Linked DNA regions of Mus musculus: region 2 is linked to region 1. Evidence: chromatin contacts called from public HiChIP or PLAC-seq data. All regions are on one chromosome and are shown on one strand. Each heading gives the region's core, a stretch centred on a gene start, on an enhancer-like site or on the middle of the called end of the contact. The rest is flanking DNA. Distances are from core to core; before and after follow the strand shown.

The links. HiChIP or PLAC-seq counts read pairs in DNA pulled down with a chosen protein or histone mark.
Region 2: an H3K27ac HiChIP or PLAC-seq map of the HPC-7 cell line shows a contact between it and region 1, with 7 times the contacts expected there. The contact joins two enhancer-like sites. A contact is called at or near these places in 2 of 484 Hi-C or Micro-C datasets (the HPC-7 cell line and pre-B cells), 10 of 115 datasets of contacts at active chromatin or transcription factors (the 230-238 cell line, the HPC-7 cell line, effector CD8 T cells and 7 more) and 1 of 9 other capture datasets (liver).

What each region holds. Positions count from the first base shown.
Region 1 is chr17:73,260,907-73,264,545 of GRCm38.p6, forward strand. No RefSeq gene overlaps it. Among named protein-coding and RNA genes, the nearest start is that of E330032C10Rik, 12 kb to the left of the region's middle. Within about 2 kb of position 2,380, at least 170 of the 459 cell types and tissues checked have an H3K27ac peak or open chromatin away from gene starts, as enhancers often do. A contact at or near this core is called in the 230-238 cell line, the HPC-7 cell line, effector CD8 T cells and 2 more, where this site is marked.
Region 2 is chr17:72,933,160-72,936,730 of GRCm38.p6, forward strand. All of the region lies in intron 2 of Lbh (limb-bud and heart), which reads left to right. Among named protein-coding and RNA genes, the nearest start is that of Lbh, 17 kb to the left of the region's middle. Within about 2 kb of position 1,677, at least 101 of the 459 cell types and tissues checked have an H3K27ac peak or open chromatin away from gene starts, as enhancers often do. A contact at or near this core is called in the 230-238 cell line, the HPC-7 cell line, effector CD8 T cells and 2 more, where this site is marked.

The DNA of each region.
Region 1 (3,639 bases), core at 1,130-3,629:
GTTCTAAGATAGCATAGCTCCTGGAACATCTCTGGGTCACCTGCCATGGTTAAACTCTGCGACCAAGACACAGCACTGACCGTCTTAACTTCTAGCCATGCAATGAAGAGATGTGTTCACACACACAGCTTATAATGAATAGATCAGGCTATGTCTTGTACTGGGACATGAATAAAACATGCAGGGGAGGCAAAAGGAAGAATCAGACTTAGAGCAAAGTGATAGCAGCTCCTTGAAGGCGGTGGCAGGAATGGTCCAGGTAGATATGGAAGGCAGGGCACATCAACTAGATGGGCATAGAAATAAGAGAGTTGGACCATGTCCCCAAAACAGCATCACATGTCCATCAGCAGAGAGGACAGCTGAAAGGTCTAGAATGTTCAGTCTTTGTTCCATGTAGCTGAACTTAATGACTCTTAAAGAGTAGCTACCCTAGTCTGCAGTTTCACCTAATCCTCAACACTTCCTATAGTGGCCCTCTATAGTTTATGTGGGGCAACTGAGGAAAGTATACTAAGACTTGGAAAGTCTCTCAGTTGTAGATGCCAAGTCCAAAGAAGACCTCCTTTTTTTTTTTTTTTAAAAAAAGATTTATTTATTTATGTATTATATGTTAAGTACACTGTAGCTGTCTTCAGACACTTTTTCTTCTCTTTCTGGCTCCACTCACTCTAGCCCAAAGATTTATTTATTTATTTATTTATTATATGTAAGTACATTGTAGCTGTCTTCAGACATACCAGAAGAAGGCATCAGGTTTCATTACAGATGGTTGTGAGCTACTACGTGGTTGCTGGGATTTGAACTCAGGACTTTTGGAAGAGCAGTGAGTGCTTTTAACTGCTGAGCCATCTCTCCAGCATGAGAAGAACTCTTGAGTGAGAACTTGCAGAGGGGAGGGCCTGCAGAGACTGAAGCAGGTGCCTGGAAGGAAACAAACGTTGGGGGACATTGAAGAATTCCCATTGCCGACCACAACGAAGGTAAGAAGGAAGAGGCAAAATAAATTTCAGGATATCCAGATGAGGGTTTAGAGCAGCAGGTGTGACCATTCAGGGAAACTGAGGCAGAGGGTAGAGCTGAGCTCAGGGAGAAGAGGGGGTGCTGTGCCCAGCTATGTGTTGAGCTGATTGGGCTCAGACAGCTTCCAGTAGACGCAGGGGTGCACCAGCCCAGCCTTTGGCATGTCAGAGAACCAGACACAGATCTGGGATTCCCTATGTGTGTAGTCGGTGAGGATTCTGTTTAAGATGGAATGAATGGAGCTGAGCTTCCTCCCTGCCCCCACCCACCCCCAAAGCTCACCTCCCACTCCCAGGAGCCAATTGTGGTTTGCTTGTAAGGATGCCTGCTGTAACCCAATGGTTTGTGTTGCCCCTAAGTCCATGCATTAAAATTCTAACCCCTGTGGTGATGCTATTTAAAGTTGAAGCTTTGAGGAGATTCTTAGGTCATGAAGGAGTAAGCCCCTATAAATAAGATTAGTGCCTTAGAAGAGAAACAGTAAGGACGAGGAAAGATGGCTCATCTAGCACATATGCTTGCTGCCAAATCTGATGATCTGAGTTCAATCCCAGAACTCACACAGTGCTTGCAATTTGCCCTCTGACCTCCACATGTGCACTGTGTTGTGTGTGCACATGCCTCCCTGACCACCACTCCTACCAAATAATACAGGTTTTTTTTGTTTGTTTGTTTTGTTTTTTTTTTAAAGAAGCAAAAAGTATTTAAAAATAATCGAATAAAAGAAACACTATGAAGCTGGGCTAATGGCATACACTTGCTGGGCTAATGGCATACACTTGCTGGGCTAATGGCATACACTTGCTGGGCTAATGGCATGCACTTGCTGGGCTAATGACATATACTTGCTAGGCTAATGGCATACACTTGCTGGGCTAATGGCATACACTTGTGAACTCAACATCTAAGAGGCCAATGCAGGAAGATGGTGAGTTCAAGGCCAGCTTGAGCTACAAAGCAAGACTTTATTTCAGACAATCAAACAAAACATCAAGACACCGAGTGTTCCCTAGCTCTTCAGCCATTGGAGGACATAGCAAGAAGACACTGGCCACAGGCTCTATCAGCCTTGTGCTTAGATATACCTGTTCTTAGTTGTGTGGAGACTAACAATGCTGTTCACTTCCCATTCAGTGGTGGTTTTGTGTTAGCATCTCAGACCGACAAAGCCTTCTGCAGACTCACACATCTCCTGGAAGATAAGTCATCTGAAAAGCCAGAGAAACCTCTACCATGCCTCAGACACTGAGTGGCAGTCAGCCAGGCCGTGGTGCTGTCTTTCTGCCTGAGTCACCGGGAATGATTTTGTGTGTGGTTACGCTGTAGCACCTTTGAGTGACAGAGAGAGTGGGCGGAGGCTGAGTCATGTGAGCCTCTTCCGCAGATGGTGGAGGAATGTGAGTCACACCACATCTCCAGTGCGTAGGGAGAAGCAGCTTAGAAACCCCGCAGAGACCATGTCCAGAGACAGGTCTCAGGGCCAAGCTTGCTGATAGCTGGTCCTTAACAATGATGGGTGTGGCTGTTATTTAAATGGGCCTTTACAGATCAGACATTCACCAGTTTTTCCTCACCAAGTCTCAGGTTATACTATTGTCACTTATGTGGTTGTCAATAGTTACCTTCATCTGCCCCCAGGCTGTGGATGTAGGCACTGGGCTAGACTTTGCCATCTTTTCCTTGATGTCAAGTCCATCTGAAAGAACAATTGAATAAGCAAGTGAATGAGTCTCTCCCCTTGGGATTGAAGTTTAATACAGTCTACGAGTATACACACACACACACACACACACACACATACACACACATATATATATATATATACATACATATATATATATATATTCATTCTATTCTGTATACACAATAACTTTGGAAGACTAAGGATATGTGATACATTAATAGTAGAGCTTACTTCCTGAAGATGGAGACTGAGGACTGGAATGGTTGATTACCTTATCATCTTCCTTGCCCCTGTTCCCTTCACATATATATGTGTATATATGTATAATATATATTGCACAGAGAGAGAGAGAGAGAGAGAGAGAGAGAGAGAGAGAGAGAGAGAAACAGAGACACACAGAGAGAGACAGACACACAGAGAGACAGACAGACAGAGAGAGAGACAGAGAGAGAGATTTTCAAGTAGCCCAGTCTGTCTTCAAACTCACTATGCGGTCAGGATAACCTTGAACTTCTGACTCTCTTGTCTCTTCCTCCCGAGCGCCCACTCTCTGCAGTGCTGGGGATTGAACCTAGGACTTCATACCTGCTAACCACGTGCTCTACCACTGAGCTACAGCCCCCCTCCCATTCTCCTCTCTCATTCACTCGGTAACACAGAAAACATAGTTTGTGTCTGTCTACACAGGCTTGATTTTGTACCCCAGGTGCTAGTCCTCTGACCCACACTTAGGTTTGGAGGTGCTGGCTAGCTCCTCTCATGGGTGCCATGTCATATTTTAGATCAGTAGCATCTGCAGCGTAGCCAGATGGGATTGAGCACTTAGAAGTAGGCAGGGGTGGTGGCGGAAGTGAGTGTGTGCTGAATGAGAACCCCAGATTACTGGAAACTACATTGAGGCCTAAGCTAGGTGACAAATCAGAGGTTATTAG
Region 2 (3,571 bases), core at 427-2,926, 330 kb before region 1:
GCATTATCAGGATCCATTAGCACTAATTGATTGGAATTTCAAACCCCTGACTTGCAGGATGGGTGTGTATTCGAGAGATGTTTATGAAAGATGGTGTTTATCCCGAGGATTTCCTTTTCCGTCCAGTTTCAAGGCTTAGGCACTTAAGTATCTTTGATCCAAAGGAAGGAGGTTCAGAGTTGATATAAAGCTCAAATCTCTGCTCAAGTACCCTGAAGGATTAGAAGCATCATGGAAGGGCAGGACGGACAGGGTGAGTTGAATGTCCCATAGCTTTGGTTCAGAGAAAAGTTGAGAGCTGAGACAGATAGGACAAAACTGGATAACATTAGGCTTCTCTGAATCCCCACTAGGACCCTCTGCCCCTAAGAATCCTTGTGTTTTTCCCAGCCACTTGCCACATTGAAAACTCAGTAAGATGCTAATAGTACTAGCAACATGATAAGATTAGATAGCGGGAGCTCAGATTTCAAAGACTGTAGTTGTTGCCATCATGTGTATTAGGTAAGGACCAAAGTTCAGGGTATTAGCTGGACTAGCTGATGCTCATTCATTCCACCCTCCTCAGAGCAGGATTCTGGGAGAGATCTGGGAAGTGAGGCTTTGGGGGTGGGGGGGAATCAATTTCTCTGAGTGAGGGCCCCTGGAGTAGACCCAGTATCAGAGGCTTTCCATGGTGAGACCAGTCTGGTCAAGAGCATGATTGCCATTCCAGCTGGTCTAATCCATGTCCTAGGGGGAGCTAGCCGCTCTGGAAAGGAGGCAGTGACACACACCCACTTCCCCACCACCCCATTCCCACCCACACCCCACCCCACACCCCCACTGCCGCCACCACACACATACAGGCTTTTCTTCAAAGAACCTGGACTGACATTTGTGAATACAAACCCAGTCCATTTGTCTCAAGCTACAGTTGTTGGCTTTCCAGGCTTACTCTAAATGCTCCTCCGGGCGGGTGGGTGGGGGCTTTACTTAATAGGGACCAACATTAGCAATTAAAGAGTTTCCAGAGCATGTTCACACACACCTGGATTTGACTCTCTCCCAAGCCCTGTAAGATCAGCATTAGTATAAATCCAAATTTATAGAGGAGGGAGGAGGGGAGGGCTGGCTCAGCATCAGAACCCCACCCCCTTCCCCAGCCACCCTGCAGAGTCCAAACCACTTCCTCCTTTCATTCAAGGGGCCCAGAGGAACTAAGGTGATCCAACCAAGACCACAGAGATAGCAAGAGTTAGCGGCCAGGTAAAAGCCAGACCTCCTGGCCCACCTGTAGGCACAGGGTGCTATTTTTCCATAGCTGGCTTGGGGGTTGGTTCTTTGTTGCTCTTTGCAACTGGAGAGGTTAAAGGCTTTCTGTGTAGTTTTGTGTGCACGGTGTCTTAGAGAGCTAGCCTGACTCTTTCTCCCAAGCCTTCTGTCCTCCTTCCCACCGCAGCTTCTCCTGCCCTCTGCTCCTCCTCAGCCAAGAGGAGCAGGGGATCCTGGCCTGCCAGCGGCTCCGCTTGCACAGCTGGTAATTAGCCCTTTGTGTCCAGCTAAGCACCTTTCATCTGCCCCACCTGCTGGTGTCTTCTTTCCCCATTAGCATCTCCCAGCTCCTTGCTGAGCCTCCACCCTCTCTGTGGCCAGATCATCTTGTTTGTCAGAGATGATGGCCGGGCAGTGCACAGACAGGGAAGGGCCACAAAGACCAGACTTGCTCACATTTTCCATAGTAGGTGCCAGGCAACTCTTTCTTATCCCCACCCCAGAGACAGCTAGGTTTAGGTCACCTGGCTCAAAGGCAGACAGCTGATAGCTAAGCCTCCAAATTTGGGGCCTTTGGAGGCCTAGTTTTTTCTTTTGGTTCCAATCTGTTCATGATAGGGGAGCTCACTCACTAGCAACTCTCTAGCCTAAGCACAAAGGCTACTGATGAGTTTATGGTCTTTGGAAACCTGGCCTCAGCCCCACAGCTCTCTGTTCTGAGGCTGCTCATGTTGGTCAGCCAGTCCAGTCGCCCTCAGTCTCCCTGAAAGCCCTGTTTTCATTGTTCTCATAATTAATTATATAGCCTGAATACAGTAGCTGCTTACATTTTTTAAATTAAATTTGTGTTTATTTAAATCAAATGTAAAATTTGGCTATCTTTCAAGGGCCCAGTTAGCTACCCGTGACGAGTGGCCGTGGTACCGGACAGCACAGAGAACATTTTCATTACAGCAGAGTATTTTCTTGGACTACACTAGCCAGAAACTCTAGTATGTTGGCGTCTAGATCACATGACACAGACCTTGATCATTCTGAAACTCCCTGTCCCTTTCCATGGAATCCTCTCAAGTTCCCAAAATGTCAGGACCCATGGTGATGAGAGGGCACCTGGCAAAGGGTACCGCTCCCGAGGTGTCCCCTGTGAAATTCAGTCACGAAGGCTGCACGCATGCTGTTCATGTAGAACCCAAGATGTTCTTGGGAGCATGTGTGATTGACAAGATCCTATTCCCTTTGTGTAGGTGGGAACTTGGTGTTGATTAGTTCCGTCCATGCCATCATCCTGGGCGTCCCCTGTGTGACAGTAGGGTAGTGATGGCAGAGACGGGAAGGGATAGGGCTGAAGAAAACACAGTTGCCTGCTGGATGCTTCTGAACTTGCCCTGCAGGGGATGAGGGTAGGAGATCCCCATCAGAGCTTCCCATACCTCCTGAAGAACCTCTTTGTAGAGGGATTTTCCAGTTTGTTTGTTTGCAGCTCTGAGAGAAGATGGGGCTCTTTGGACTTGAAGGTTTAACTAGAAGCAGTGTTTCTGAGCAGAGCATTTCTTGGTTCTGCCAGGTTCCGCTGAGGCAGCCCAGCGTGCAGTACTTTGTTTGCTTGCCACCCCAACCGTACCTGTCATGTGCTCTGCAAGTCCAACGGGAGAGTTCTTTTTCATTTTTTTTTTCCATTGCCTTCCCCACCCCATCAAATTGTAGCTGCAGCCTCTCATTTTTCTGCTGCCTAGATGATTAAAAACCATGACTTAGTGGAAAAATGCTGACCTCTTCCGGGTCAGCCTCTTAAGCAGCTGCCTGAGATAAGACTGGGCTGGAAAAGACTCAGAAACACTCTTGCAAGGCTTTCTGGCTTTTCCCGGAGAAACAAAAGAGGCTGTTTTGGTGCAGGACGTGTTCTGTTGTTGTTTGTTTTTTTATTTTTTGGAGAGAGCTATGGTTCTCAGAAGCACAAATCTTTGTGATCTGATAATGAAAGAAAATCTCTGATGGAAGGGGTATATCAATTATTATAGTGATTTTTTTTTTTTTTACAAATACAATGACTTGTAAAAATAACTTTTTCTCTTTAATGGTTCCTGCTTTGAGTAGGTCACAGTGCAAAGGTCTTTGGCAAGTACCACAGTATCAGACTCTCAATGCTCAGATTGCTCCCCCACCCCCACCCCCTACGGAGGACTTAAAAGACTTGGCTGTGGAGCTTTTGGTATGAAAGCCATTGGTGGATATTGTTTTCATGACTGTGTTAGAAGGATGGCTTCACGCTTGGAGCATGGAAACTAACGCTGCATCTGAGGGGGCCATTGCAAAGAAG